2 separate regions of the Mus musculus genome follow, and region 2 is linked to region 1. Evidence: chromatin contacts called from public HiChIP or PLAC-seq data. All regions are on one chromosome and are shown on one strand. The core of a region is the stretch at or near the end of the contact, and the rest is flanking DNA. Distances in the headings are between cores, read along the strand shown. Region 1 overlaps Gm34418 (a long non-coding RNA gene). Region 2 overlaps Dnah17 (dynein, axonemal, heavy chain 17).

Region 1 (6,880 bases), core at 3,200-5,699:
CCCTTGGCCCTATTAACATTTCCTTTCCACTCCCTTTGGTGGGAGGTGGGCTAGAAGGGAGGTTGAAGCATTTAAGATCCCTTACTAAAATAGATTTTGAAAGATCTAAGTCTATAAGCACAAGTCTCAACTTGACTGGATCAAGATGTGTACTTCCACAGACAACTGGTAAGCGGATGGTGACTGAGGAATGAGGAGGTCACGTCCTGCATGTAGACAACGCCATCCAACAGGCTGGCAGGCAGGTGAAGGAAGGTGGAGAAGGAAGAAGGGAGCTTGTGCACATGCAAGCCACACACACACACACACACACACACACACACACACACACACCACACACCACACACACACACACACACACACACACCACACACACACACACACACACACACACACACACATGTATCTGTAGCTGCTGTCAATCACTGATGTCAGACTCCAGCTCCTCTTTCAACATGGCGACTCCCGGAGGAGCTCCCAGATCGTCCACACCCAACAGAACCACGGAGCACCTGGCTCTCCAGACTCAGCACCTGCTGTTCTCTGTATCTCTGCTTGCAGATGGCTGTTACTGGACTTCTCGGTAGCCAGCCTTCTCAGGAGAGCTGCATCTCCAGGACCATTCAGAGAAAATGAGTGGGCATACCAACCACACCGGAATGAGGCAGATGGACAGATGTAGCGCCAGCTCAAGGCCAATGCTGTTCCACCAATAAGCATAGAAGGGAAGGGCTGGAGGGATGGCTCAGCTGAGTGAATACTACTCTTGCTGAGAGCCCAGTCCCAGACCCCACAACTTCAGGGGACCCAGCACCCTCTACTGGCCTCTGTGGATACCTCATGGGCATGTACATACCCACACACAGACACATAATTTACAATAATAAAAAAATAAATCCTAATAAAGGGAAAGAAAAGAGCAAAAGTTATGTAGAATATTTTCTACATAATTCTACTGTGAAGCCTAATGTTAGCAAGGGTGAAGGTGACAAAGGAGGGCCCTGAGGAAAGGGAGAAAGGAAAGAAGAAGAAGCAAGAAGATAAAACAAAAACAAGATATTTTGAAAAGTGAAATATAAACATGTTTTAAAAAAGAATTGGAGTGTCTTGATTCTGGGTCGCAGGTTGTGGTAAGTGGAATAGTGGGCTCTAGTCTGCTGTGGCTCGCTCTGTTCCTACTGCTTATGCCTGAGCTGTGCAGGCAGAGGGCTGTGCCAGCCAGGGGCGTGTCTGCAGGGGGGCGTGTCTGAAGAGGGGCGTGTTTTCTTTGGAAGCTTCGCCATTCTGTGTTCTGACACCTCCCAATCCTGAAGACCAGATCTGAGTTCAGAGAGCTTTTAGTCCCTTCCGGCAGCAAACTAAAGGGTCCTGGGAGGCAGCACCAGAGGCTGAGCGATCCGCCAGACAGTGGCTCGCAGCTGAAGCCCCACAGTAACCCACAGGCTTGGTCCTTCTCACAGAGAACCGGCCACGGACTATGAAGCCCTCCTTGCTTAGGGTTCCTCTCAGGGTGATGCCTGGAGCAACATGGTGGTTCCTGGGAGACACTTCCCTATCTTGGAGACTCCAATAGCAGACTGAGAAAGGACAGAGAGGCCGGGAAGTTCTCAGGAACAGGAGAAGAAAAGGGAACCTCTCACCCAGCGATCTGGTTGAAACCTGTTGACAAAGCAACAAGGACTCCAGTACAACTACCACTGCTAAGTATCCCTCCCAGCCTTAAACCTGCAGTTTTCCAGAAACTCCGTTTACAGGGAAAAGAGGCAGACTGAACCTCTCTTGCGAGCCTAGTGAATCTTGGCATTTCCTTCTTGGACTGCAGTGTCCTCCAGCCCAAGAGACACCTTGGCTAGCTTACTGAATGAGAGAGAAAAGGAAAGATGGGATTTCTGAGCATAACTTGAGAGCTATTACAATGCTATGCTCTCCCTCCCTCCTCTTCCCCTCCCTCCCCTCCCCTTCCCTCCCCACACTTCCCCGTCCCACCACCTTCTTTCTTCCTCTCTCCCTCCCCACTCTCCCCCTCCCCCCTGCTCCCCTCCCCCTCCCTCCTCTCTCCCTCCCCTCTCTCTTCCCCCTCCCCCTTTCTTTCATCAGAGTAGAGTCTCTCCTTTTTCACTCTGATTCTTCCCATTCATGTAGTCACACAAACACTTCCAGCTCCCACCCTCCCTTGGAAGCCCTCTTTTCTTGTTCTTATGAAACCACTAATACCACCATAGGGGCTCCATTGTCATGACAGTGTCTAACCCCAATCACCGCCTACCCACACCTGCAGATGACATCACCGCATGGTTTTGAGGAACAGATCCCCGACATGTGAAAGAGCAACACATCAGAACACAGCAGGGAGGCAGACATCAGCTCTGCAGCCCTGGCCTCTGCTCACCAAGGGCCCTGACCCTGCTCCTGTCTGTCCTGAGTCACACCCATGGGGGCCAAAAACCAGGAGAGCTGATCCTCTAGTGTTCCTGGGACAGGCGACAGAGAGCTGACCCTTCCTCTTCTGAGGCAGGAGTTTCCTGAGTTTCACCCCAGTGGCATGGGGAGATGCCCTAGAGGAAAATGGGTCCCTGTGCCTGGGCTCTGACCATCTTCATGGCCATGCACCAGATATCTGGTCTGAGCAAGCAGATGGGGCTGTGAACACAGAGTATTATAACTTTAGTTTTTTTCAAAGCCCCCCCCCCTTTTTTTTTGTTTTTTCAAACAATGGTTCTTAAATGCTTTAACCTCCCTTCTAGCCCACCACCCACCAGAGGCAATGGAAACGAGAGGATATGGAGCAGAAGGGAGGTGGGAAGTGGACCTGTTTAGAGATGGTTCTTTGGAACAAATCCCATCTGTGTTGTCAGGAAATCAGCAGTTCAGTTTACAGGCCAGCAGCAGCAGCTCAGTCCACTTGCAAACACTTCCCAGATACATCAGCAGTCTACAGGGATAGCCAGGCCTCAGCCAAATCAGCACAAGTCAGCAGGAGGGACTCCAGGAAAAGTTCTCAGCTGCTGCTCTCTCCCAAAGAAGCGAAGATCAGCGAAGACTCAAGACCAACAAGCATTGCCCAGCCAGCTCTTTAAGCAAGCCTGAAGCTCAGCTCAGCCCAGCCAAGCCAAGCCCAGCCAGCTCCCATCACTGTCCACCAAGTCCTATTTATAATTCCCTCAAACTTCACGTGTCCTCCACGGGTCTTGCTTCACCAAGTGTCTTGCCTCAGCCCGTGTGTCTGTCTCAGTTGACATCGCTCTGCCCGTGTCCCGGAAAGCAGCAAGAAGCCATAGCACACCACTAGAAGGTTTTTTTGGTGCATTTCTCTCTATGGAGCCCTGACAAATGGAGCTCAACTATGCACTGTAAGACGGACCAATACATGCATGTCGTAAGTGAAGAATCCTTCATCACGTGTCCTTTCACATGCTTCCTTTAGCAGAACATCCTTTCACCTGTGTTTGCTTCGGCGAAATGTTCCTTTGTGTGTTTGCCCCAGCAAGACACCATCCAACACAACTGACTTTTCAAAGAACCCTTAAGTTTCCACTTCAAAACACAGTGGGCTGTTGAGCTCTGGGTGAAGAAAGTTACAGAAGTAATGGGGCAGGTCCTTCCCAGCCCTGAGCCTATCACTTCTGCAGGCTGTGTGTGCTCAGAAAACCATGCAGCTGAGATGGAGCTCAGGGAGAGGTCCTGGTGTGAACTGACTGCTGCTTTGGGGATACTGCTCCAAGAAGCCTCCACATCACTCCTAACCCAGGGAGCCAGGCCACGTGCAGAACATTTCCCTCTCTCCCCACTGCCTCTGAGCAGGAACATGAGGCGGCACCATGATCGCTAGCCTATCGCAGGCCATTTCCTGGGCCTTTGATCAACCTCAGTGGGGAAACCTCTAGGATACAGAAAAGGGCATCCAAACCCCCAGTTCCGTAGTCAACTCTCATTTCAATCAAGAGGCCCCAAGTTCACAGATTTAGATTCTTGGGAGCTGTGGTTTTTTTCTTCTTAAAAAATTGAGCTGCTGCCTTGCCTCTTTGAGGCCCCAGGAGTCTGAACAGAGATGGTTTCCAAATGGGTGGAGAGAAAGCGCCTGTGCCAAGCCCGAGGGACCTGGCTTTGGGATGGCTGATCTGCCATGTTCATCCCTGGATGGCTGTGAGCCAGGTATCTTCTGGCCAGGAAAGCCTCTGCCCTGAGCATCCTTCTGGCCCCAAGCCAGACCTAGAGCCCCTCCCTATTTGATGGCTAATGCTAAAGACTGGGCCAGGAAGTAGGCAGATCGCTTTTTGAGTTTTCCTTGGTTATCCTCTCAGGACACCCACTCAGCCTCCGTCCGTCCTATGGCTGATGGGGAACCTCCTCAAACCCTGAGGGATCCAGAGCCTTTTATTCTAGGGGTGCTGTGGGTAGAGGCATTTCCAGCTGCCCTCACTCCCTGGGCCCATCTTCTGCTGTTGTTCTTGCTGTGTTGATTTGCATGCCATTTTGCTTGTGGTCTCCATGGCAACCACCACCAAATGGCCTAGGGATAATGGAGGGGCTCTGGGTAGGGGAGGGGGAAGCCTCATGAGTGGTTTTGACTTCAAAAAAAAAAAAGAAAGAAAAGAAAACAGTGATTCCGCAGCGCAGCGTGCCTGGCAGAGGGGCAGCCCTTCCCCCGCCTGCAATCCCTCAGCGCCCCTCACCCAAGGCTTCTTTCTAACTTGTGAGGGGGAGGGAGGCAGTATCCTGGAACAGGAGTCCTTGCATCTGGCTTCAGAACAATGGGAAGAATCAGGGAAAGCAGTGGCGGCCAGAGGAGGGAACCCTTGGGGGCAACCAGCGCCTTCTGGAACCATCTGCAGCTTCCAGAACAAATCTCCAGCCGGCAGCTCTCCTGCTCCGGCCATCTTTGCTCTCCCTCTTGCCAGGTCCCTCCACCCTTCCCAAATCTCCTCTCCACAAGGAAAGAGAGAAAAATAGAAGCATGACTTCATGTCTCAGGGCCTGGCTCCTGGGTGGAGGATCTAGAGGAGTTTAATTGTTCGCATATGTCCAGCTCTAGCCCTTCACAAAATGTGTTCAGGGCCGTGAGCTGCAGCGGTTGAAAAGCTGGGGAGATAGCACGGGGATTGTTGGGCTTAAAGATGAGCAGACTACAGCTCAGGGCTGTGAGTGCGGCACAAAGAGGGGGACCCAGGCCAGCTCTATGGAGGGCTGGAAACCAGCCTCCGATTTATGTTCGATGCACTTAAGTGGACCGAGCTTTCTTCTCTTCATCCATTCCGTGCGTTTCTCAAGCTAACTTCTCTCCTGCTGCCAAGGCTCTGTGGGTGCTGGAGGTGAGCTCCTGCCTCCCTCCGACCCATAGCCCCGTAGAGCTTGGCCCTGTTGCTGCCTGAGGCCAGTGGCTGGCCTGACGCCATCTCCTTGCTCTCTGAGTCGCTCTGCTCTTTCATGGCTCTTCTCTCCTTCCAAGGTGCAGCGGTTCCTTGAAACATCCGGATCATCCAATAAACATCTTTACAACAAGAGACCACACCTGCCCCAGACAACAGGAAGCCCCACAGGACAGCTGACCCATGATAGTCACTAAGAACCGTGGGAGCTGAGGCTACCCCCTTCCCCACCCCCCCACCCCCCCACCCCCCCACCCCCCACCCCCCACCCCCAGCATAGAAGCAGTCATCTCTTGGATGGATCTGGAGTCATGGAAAGTTTTTTACCTGCTTCCCCAGGGTGGCGCTGCTTGGCTCTGGGTTGGATGTATTGGGGCAGGTGGCTGAGCCTCACTTGTTTGGACTTTGGGGAGCAGAGACTAACAATGAACTGGTAACAACCAACCGCACAGTGCAAATGCAGCACACTGCCTAACATAAGACAGAGGGAACCACAACACATGGCTTGCGGAGCTGGGCGAGCACACACTGCTATTCCTTCATGAGAGGATAAACTGGGGTCCAAGAGAGTCTAAGCGGGCTCAACCCCCAGCACCACATGAACTGGGCATAAAGTAATTATGGCAGCACAGGTCTATATTCCCAGCACTGGAAAATAGAGGCAGGAGGAGCAGAAGTTATAGGCTGCTATCCTCGGCTACAATCAAGTTCAAGGCCAGCCTGGGATACATGATTAATCCTTGACACAGCAACAAATGGAATCCTAAGAAATACACAAGGCAGAGAGGAGGGAGGGACAGAGCAGGTGGGATAAACAGCAAGGACAAGGCAAGATGTCGGACATGAGCCCCACCCCAGAGACAGCCCATTAAACAGGAACAGTCAAAACCCTCCAGCTGAAAACCAGAGATCAGGAGCTGGGGAAGTGGCTCTTCAAGCTCGAGGACCAGGGTTCAGATCCCAGGTAGGGCATGATGGCCTGCCCAGAGATCCTGGAGCAAACCGCTAGGAGAGAATGTGGCATTGACCCTATGCACAGCTGTGCTCCAAGCTCCCTGAAAATGGAAGCTTTGCTCGGCTGAGCAACCCCAGGGCATTGGACAGCTGCTACCATGCTCCTAGAGAGGCTCTGTAATGTCCCTGGATTGACATCCCTATGTAAGTGTGCATATGTGCACGTGTTTCATTGCCCAGGGCTCAATACGAATGATATATGGGGATTTAGGTGGCAGTTGGAACAACTGAAGAAAATGGTTGTGATACCAAAGCAGTGAGGTCTGTGTGCATGCACACGTGTGTGTTTATGTATGCACATGCGTGCACACACATATGTTCACATGTGTGTTCACAGGTGTATGTTCATGTGTGTGTGTGAATGTGTGCACACATGTATGTTCGTATGTGTGTTCACAGGTGTATGCTCATGTATGTGTGTGTGAATGTGTGTACACGTGTGTTTATGTATGCACATGAGTGCACACCTGTATGTTCCCATGTGTGTTCATGGGTGTGTA
Region 2 (6,880 bases), core at 1,151-3,650, 610 kb after region 1:
GTAATCAGGCCACATGTGCAGGAAGGCTCTGAAGCTACAGGAGACAATCGGCCCCGAGCGATGGCATAGCCAGTGGAGTGCTGTCTTTGTAAGCACAAGGACCTGGCTTCGATCCCGTGTAAGTAAGGAGGCATCTTGCTTGTAATCCCAACACCCCTCGGGGGGCAGACACAGGAGGATCTCTAGGGCTCCCGGGGGCTAACCTGGCCTAATGGGAAAGCTTCAGACCCTGACCTCAAACTAAGTTTCCTGAGAAACCACCCAAGGTTCATGTGCACGGACACACACTCACAAACTCACACACGCATCTTCTAAGATTTAACCAAGAGACTCAAGGGAAAGAAAGTACTCAGAGGATGGAGGTGCCTGCCGTCCAGCCCAACAACCCCAGTTCCATTCACGGGAAGCAAAGAATTGATCCCCCCCCCCACACACACACACAGGTTGTCTTCTGATCTCATGCACACGAGATGCACATGTATACACACACAAAGAGACAGAGGGGGTGGGGATTGTAAAAAAAAAGAATAGTTTTGGCGTCTGATTTCTGGGGACACACTGTAGATTGGTGTCTGATTTCTGGGGACACATTGTAGATTAGCGTCTGATTTCTGGGGACACACTGTAGATTGGCGTCTGATTTCTGGGGACACACTGTAGATTGGCGTCTGATTTCTGGGGACACACTGTAGATTGGCGTCTGATTTCTGGGGACACACTGTAGATTGGCGTCTGATTTCTGGGGACACACTGTAGAAGGGTTCTGAGGCTTGACCCCAGCAAGTTGTTTACTGTAGAAGGAGTAATGTATTGGTGACGATGACACTTGTACTGTTACGGGACAGCTTATGACCCACACAGACAGTGAATACAGCTTCACCTTGGAGAGGGGGACCTGAACTGCCTGCTTCTAGGTCAGTTTGACACAAGTTACAGTCGTTTCAGAGAGAGAGCCTCAACTGAGAAAATGCCCCCACCAGATCAGCCTGTGGGCAAGCCTGTGGTTCATTCCCTTAATTAGCGATTGATGGGAGAAGGCTCGGGCTGCTGTGGGTGGGGCCTAGCCTGGGCTGAGGATGCTGGGCTGCAAAAGAAAACAGGCTGAGCAAGCCTTGAGGATCGAGCCAGTAAGCAATGATCCTCCGATCCTCTGTGGCCTCTGCTTCAGTTCCTGCCTCCAGGTTCCTGTCCTGACTTCCTGGACGACGGACTACAGTTGTGAGCTGCGCCTGTAATAAACCCTTTCCTCTCCAAGTTGCTTTAGGTCATGTAGTTTTTATCTCAGCAATAGGCACTCTCATCAAGACAGGGGGTTGGGGGTGGGATGGGGGTGGGGCTTCTGGCTACTGCCTGGTAGTGTGGGGCCCAGAGCCTCCAAACCTGCTTTTTGTTGTAGTCTTTGATGGCGTTTTCGTAGCCTTCCTCCAGCCTTGCGAACGCCAGGCCCACCTCCGTCGTCCACCAGATCTGCGTGCATGTCAGCGCCACCTGGAAACCACCCAGAAGAAACTGTTCTTTATGGACAGTAAGACGAGGTCATAGCCAGGTGTGGTGGCACACACCTTTAATCCCAGCACTCAGGAGGCAGAGGCAGGTGGATCTCTTTAGTTTGAGGCCAGCCTGGTCTACTGAACGAGTTCTGGGAAAGCCAGGGCTACACAGAGAAACCGTCTTGAACCCCCACTTTCATCTACACCCCCAGAAAAAAGAAAAGACAAGGCCACGAGGCTGGACAGACAGCTCTGTGGTTAAGAGCACTGGCTGCTTTTCCAGAGGACATGGGTTTACTTCCCCCCACCCCATCCTACTCTACCCTCGTGGATGCGCACAACCATCTTTAATTTCAGTTCCTGGGGATCTTTCGCCCTCTAGTGGGCACTGTGGGCATTGCACACGTGGTACACATATATACACACAGGCAAAACACCCATACACATAAAATAAAGGGAAATTTCTTTTAAATGAGCTTGCATTATACAGTTAACCCCATTCCCAACAGACAAGAGCATGACCCAGGGCCCAGAGCCACACTGCAGTGGGCCCGCATCCATTCCAGACCTGGGCCGGGTAGTCAAAGATCCATTGTTCCCTCGGTTTCTCCTCGTAAGTCACCACGGCTTCTGGAATTTCGTGGCGCAACGTGGCGCGCATTCGGTCCAGCACGCGATTCAGCCACACTTCCACCTGGGGAAAGACCTCACTCTGACCTCACAGGCATATCTCATCACAGTGACTGGTACGCCCGAAGCAGGTGAGCTTGGCGGGCAGGCGGAGCCACCCTGCCTGTCCTGACCTCTGCCCAGTCCTTTCCCAACAAAGAAGTTGGCCACCTGGGATCTCCACCTGCACTGAGCTTCACCCACACCCCTCTCTAAACAAAGCCACCATCGCTCTGATCTATGGCTACTCAATAGCTTCCTTCCGGGGACCAAGCAAGCATCCCAGATCCAGAAGCAGTGAGCCAGCCCAGTGTGGACCAGTTTTGGGGTACATGGGGAGAGAGGCAGAATGGATCCCAAGTCAACTCTTCAGGAAAATCCCCTGTTAGCCATCTCATGGGTTTGCACGATCGGGCACGCACATGTTCCAAGTCCAGGATTAACAACCAACTCCTCCTCCACCTGGATCCACAGAAACAGTGTTGGCACCCAGCCAGAACTCTGAGCCACTTATTTTAGTGCCCACTGCCCCTGTGTGTCTGCTCTATTCCTTTGCTTTGTCTCTAAATAGTCTCTCCTCTGCCCGCCCGCTGTTTTTATCACTTGTGTGTGAGCTTCAACTCTTTAAACAAGATGCCAAGAACTTGGAAGCTCCCTCCAGCGTCAGGGACAGAGATGCTAATGTTACCCATAGAGCAGTAGAAGACGACCCACCCGAGCCAATGAGATGCCTCAGTTGGTAAAGGCATTTGTAGTGTGAGACTGACGACCTAGGTTCGATACACAGAATCCCCATAAAATGGAAGGAGAGAATCATGTCCACAAAATTGTCCTCTAACCTCCATGTGAGTGTCTCCCCCCCACACACACACTAGGATAAAGTCCGTGTCCCCCCTCCCCCCCCCAGACAGGGTTTCTCTGTATAGGCCTGGCTGTCCTGGAACTCACTCTGTAGACCAGGCTGGCCTTGAACTCAGAGATCTGCCTGCCTGTGCCTCCCAAGTGCTGGGATTAAAGGCATGCGGCACCAACGTCCGGCTAGGATAAAGTTTTTAAAAAGCCCCCAAAGCTGACCCCACCTAAAGGCCGCTTTAGTAAGCCAGGGACACCTGGCAAAAGCTTGCGGAGTATACAGTTATCCCTAAGTCGGAGAAGGGAGCAGGCAGCCATGCAGAGAAGTCTATCTCAGTGGGAGACTGTCTACCTTGCTCTCATGGGGTGCTGGGCTCATCTCCAGCACCACAGCTGATCAAGCCCAGCTCTCCCTGCTGCACCTGGGTCGGGGAGCAGGCTGTCTTTTCTAGCGGTCACTCCCCTGAAAGGACCTTGCTGCTGCTCAGAGTCCCTCTGAGAGGAGCAATGGGAGGCTAAGCCCCATCTAGCCCCTCTGACCTCCCTAGTGCCCAGACTCTAGTGAGAGGTTCTGGTTTGCCCCTACGCATTTTCCTTCAGGCTAATGGCCATATCATCTCTGTGGCTGGGTCAGAGGTCAGGCAGCGAGGTCGGGGAAGGGCCAGTGAGAAGTTTGCTGTCGTTAGGTAGGATCCGGTAAACCGAGTGTAGGTGACATGCTTGCTGGAAGGAGGACCAGGGCCACACGATTGCTTCTCTGAAGCCACTCAATCGTCATGCCCACTTCCTGTGCACAGGGGCTCAGAACCTGTTCAGGTGGCACAGCCCCCTTCTGCACCAGCTGTGACAATTCAGAGATGGGTCAAGCCTACCTCTTCTTCCTTCCTTTGCCCCTTCCTTTACCACACACTACGGGAAGGCTGTGTGCTATAGATTCTATAACAAAGTTGGAGCCGGTGAGATGGCTCAGCAGGTAAAGGTGCTTGCTGCCAAGCCTGGCAAACATGAGCTCTATCCCTGGGGCCCACACAGTGGAAGGAGAGAACCGACTCCCGAAAGTTGTCCTCTGACCTCCACTGGTACATCAGATAAAAAGAGGCCCCCAAGCATCTCCTTGACAGATGGATGACCACATGGCAGCATGCAGCCAACCCCGCCCCTCCAAGGCTCACCTGCCCGGAGAGGTCACACTCCTTATCAAAGTCCACAAACTCGTCCTCCTTGCTGTACATCCCCAGCCCAAACTTGAGTGGCTTTCCACTAGCGTCAAGGCGGAACTTGAGCTTACACAGGCTGTCGAAGAGCTTGGACAGGTGGCGGCTCACCTGGGGGAAGGACCCTAGAGTTGCTGGGAGCTCTGGGCTACTTAAGCCCCACCCCCATCCTTTTTCTTTTGTCTTTGGAATATTTGTTCCTTGTCTTCTTTGACTGATGTTAATGGAGGCAGCCACAGGCTGGGGGGGGGGGAGAACTGGCCTCTCTTTCCTAGGAGCTCTGGGGACGCGTCTTCCTAGATCCCAGGGTGTGTGTGTCAGGGCAAAGGTCATGAAGGCCACACAGAGAACCAGTCAGTGTATCTTTCAGATGTTCACAGAGCCCCCCCCCCCCAACTTCTTACCCATCCCATAGAAGGAGGCAAGCAGGGTGGAGTCAGGTGACTTGCCCAAAGTCACGGGATACATTGTGAGCTTGTCCTCCAGCCAGGGCTCCTAGGTGCAGGGGTTTACACCATTGCATTCCTGCCTACCTCCACGGGGTCGTTTCCGTTGGAGAGAATATCAAGCAGATCGGCGGAGGAGACAAAATAGAACCGTGGGAACGCCAGCCTCTTGGTCTCCAGATATTCAGCCAGCGCCTTTTCACACACAGCCAAGCTAAGGGGAAGGAGAGGAAGGGAGGGAAGGGACTGGTGGGTCCTTTACTGTAGGGCTCTTGGCCAGCCCATGCCCTTGGCTTACTGAAAGCATCTAGTTTTTCTCCACAGACCCTATTCGTCTCCAGATGCCCCTGTCCTCCACCAGCTCTGATCACACAGTGTGTGTCCTAATCCATCTCAGGGATGGAATATTATTAGCCTGTGACCTGTGCCTTTGCACAGCAGGTGGCACATGACCTGTCCCATCAACACCTCAACTGGACATATGGGATGGAGACCCACCTCATCTTCAGGTTCTCCAGTTTGTTATAGAGATCCGGTTTGTTTGTGGCTTCCACCACGTTTGGTGTCTTCACAGCATCCTCCATCAAAGCCTGGGGGTGGGGGAGAAGGGAGGACAGAAGGATTGAAGTCTATGCCACCCATAGCAGCCGTCTCTGGGAACACCCAGTGTCCCAGCTCACTTTGAATTCCTGGTCAATGGCGTCGAAGCGCTTAGAATCCTCTGGTAGCTGGGCTCTGATGTCTTCTGAGCCGATGAAGATGCTCTCCAGGTGGCTCCAGGTTCTTTGGACCTCAAACCAGATGGAGATGACCGAGTCTGCGGTGGACAGCTTCTGCTGCCAGCTGGTCACCTCCTTCAGGAAGTGTGACAGGTACTTGGACATCATCAGGTTCTGCAGCTGCACCTGGTTGTCCTCCAGCGTCTCCACCAGCACTTCGTCAGACTTGAGCATCATGGTGCCTGTCCGTGGATGTAACTCGTGCTCAAATTCCATGGTAGTCCAGGTGATGTCCAGGGTCTTCAGCACCTTTCAGGGGAACGGACACAGGGAGTGTTCTGAGTGTAAGACGGCACCCACCGGCTCCTGTGCCTGTGCGCTTGGCTGCTACCTCGTGCTGCACTTCGGGAAGGCTTAGGAGCTGGAGGAAGTGGATCACTTGAGGCTGTGTATGGAACTGCCCCACTTCCCGTTCACTGTGGATTCACTGTGACCAGCAGCTTCCTACTCCTGCTGACAAGCCTTCCGCTGTGGGCCACTGTGCCCCCCTCAGGCAAGCCAGAACAACCCATTCTGCCATCTTTAAATTGCTCCTCAGGTATTTTGTCCCTGAAGTAAGAAAGCGGGGAACATCTGGGGTGGTGGGCTCTGGGAGGGCTCAGTGCTCCTGGGACTCAAGACTGGGGTGCTCACGCCCACACTGCTCAGGAGCCAAGAGGTAGCAAGCAGCCTAAAGGCTTATCCACAGGTAGGCAGATAGACAGATGGGTCTACGGGGAACACAGGAGTCCCTATGCCACGCTGCAGACACAGTTGCTAGGCTCTGCAAAAGGTGCCCTACTCTTGCGTGCTGGGGAGAAAATAGCTGGGATCAGGGTAATTTGGCGATACTGAGTTCTGCAGGTATTAGATGATTTTTTCCGTCCTGAACTGGCAAAGGAAGGCTGCTAGGTGCACCCCCCCCCCCAAGTCAGCAAGTCAGAGGCTGTCTGAGGTCAGCTCCTCACAGCCACCGATTCCATCAGCCGGTCCTAGGATCCTCTGGGGGAGAAGAACCACGTGACAGCAACGGGCTCCTACCTTCTCCATCCCGGACTCCTTTACGGCCTTGTCTACAATGTTGCGGACCTCGTCCTCATACTTGTGGAGGTTCAGCTGTAGCAGATCTGCCAGGGTAGTCTCTTCTGACATTTCAAACTTCACCTAGGGAAAAACCAGGCATGGCCTTCCTAATGCTGCGACCCTTTAGTACAGTTCATCATGCCAGGATGGGTGCCTAGGGAATATCCTTGGAGATTTGGGGGTGCTAGGAGTTGAGCTGGGATGCAAAGGGAGGTCAGAGGGGCAAGTTCATCGTCTCCAGCCTTCCTATGCCATATGCACACTCAGTTACAATCACAACGGGATGGGATGGAACTTCCGGGGCCTGGTGTGAAAAGAACACACAGGGCCTGTGAAGACTATCCTTAGCAAATATCAACCTGCCAGAC

What was found. HiChIP or PLAC-seq counts read pairs in DNA pulled down with a chosen protein or histone mark.
Region 2: a contact with region 1 is called in an H3K4me3 HiChIP or PLAC-seq map of embryonic stem cells, with 13 read pairs. The contact joins two enhancer-like sites.

What each region holds. Positions count from the first base shown.
Region 1 is chr11:117,474,607-117,481,486 of GRCm38.p6, forward strand. Gm34418 (a long non-coding RNA gene) reads right to left here. Exons shown (of 2, transcript XR_389180.4): 2 at 4,966-5,458. Among named protein-coding and RNA genes, the nearest start is that of Gm34418, 5.0 kb to the right of the region's middle. Within about 2 kb of position 4,450, at least 108 of the 459 cell types and tissues checked have an H3K27ac peak or open chromatin away from gene starts, as enhancers often do. A contact at or near this core is called in embryonic stem cells, where this site is marked.
Region 2 is chr11:118,089,336-118,096,215 of GRCm38.p6, forward strand. Dnah17 (dynein, axonemal, heavy chain 17) reads right to left here. Exons shown (of 81, transcript NM_001167746.1): 27 at 6,471-6,593; 28 at 5,352-5,699; 29 at 5,170-5,261; 30 at 4,759-4,885; 31 at 4,184-4,336; 32 at 2,059-2,184; 33 at 1,381-1,467. Among named protein-coding and RNA genes, the nearest start is that of Dnah17, 36 kb to the right of the region's middle. Within about 2 kb of position 2,401, at least 4 of the 459 cell types and tissues checked have an H3K27ac peak or open chromatin away from gene starts, as enhancers often do. A contact at or near this core is called in embryonic stem cells, where this site is marked.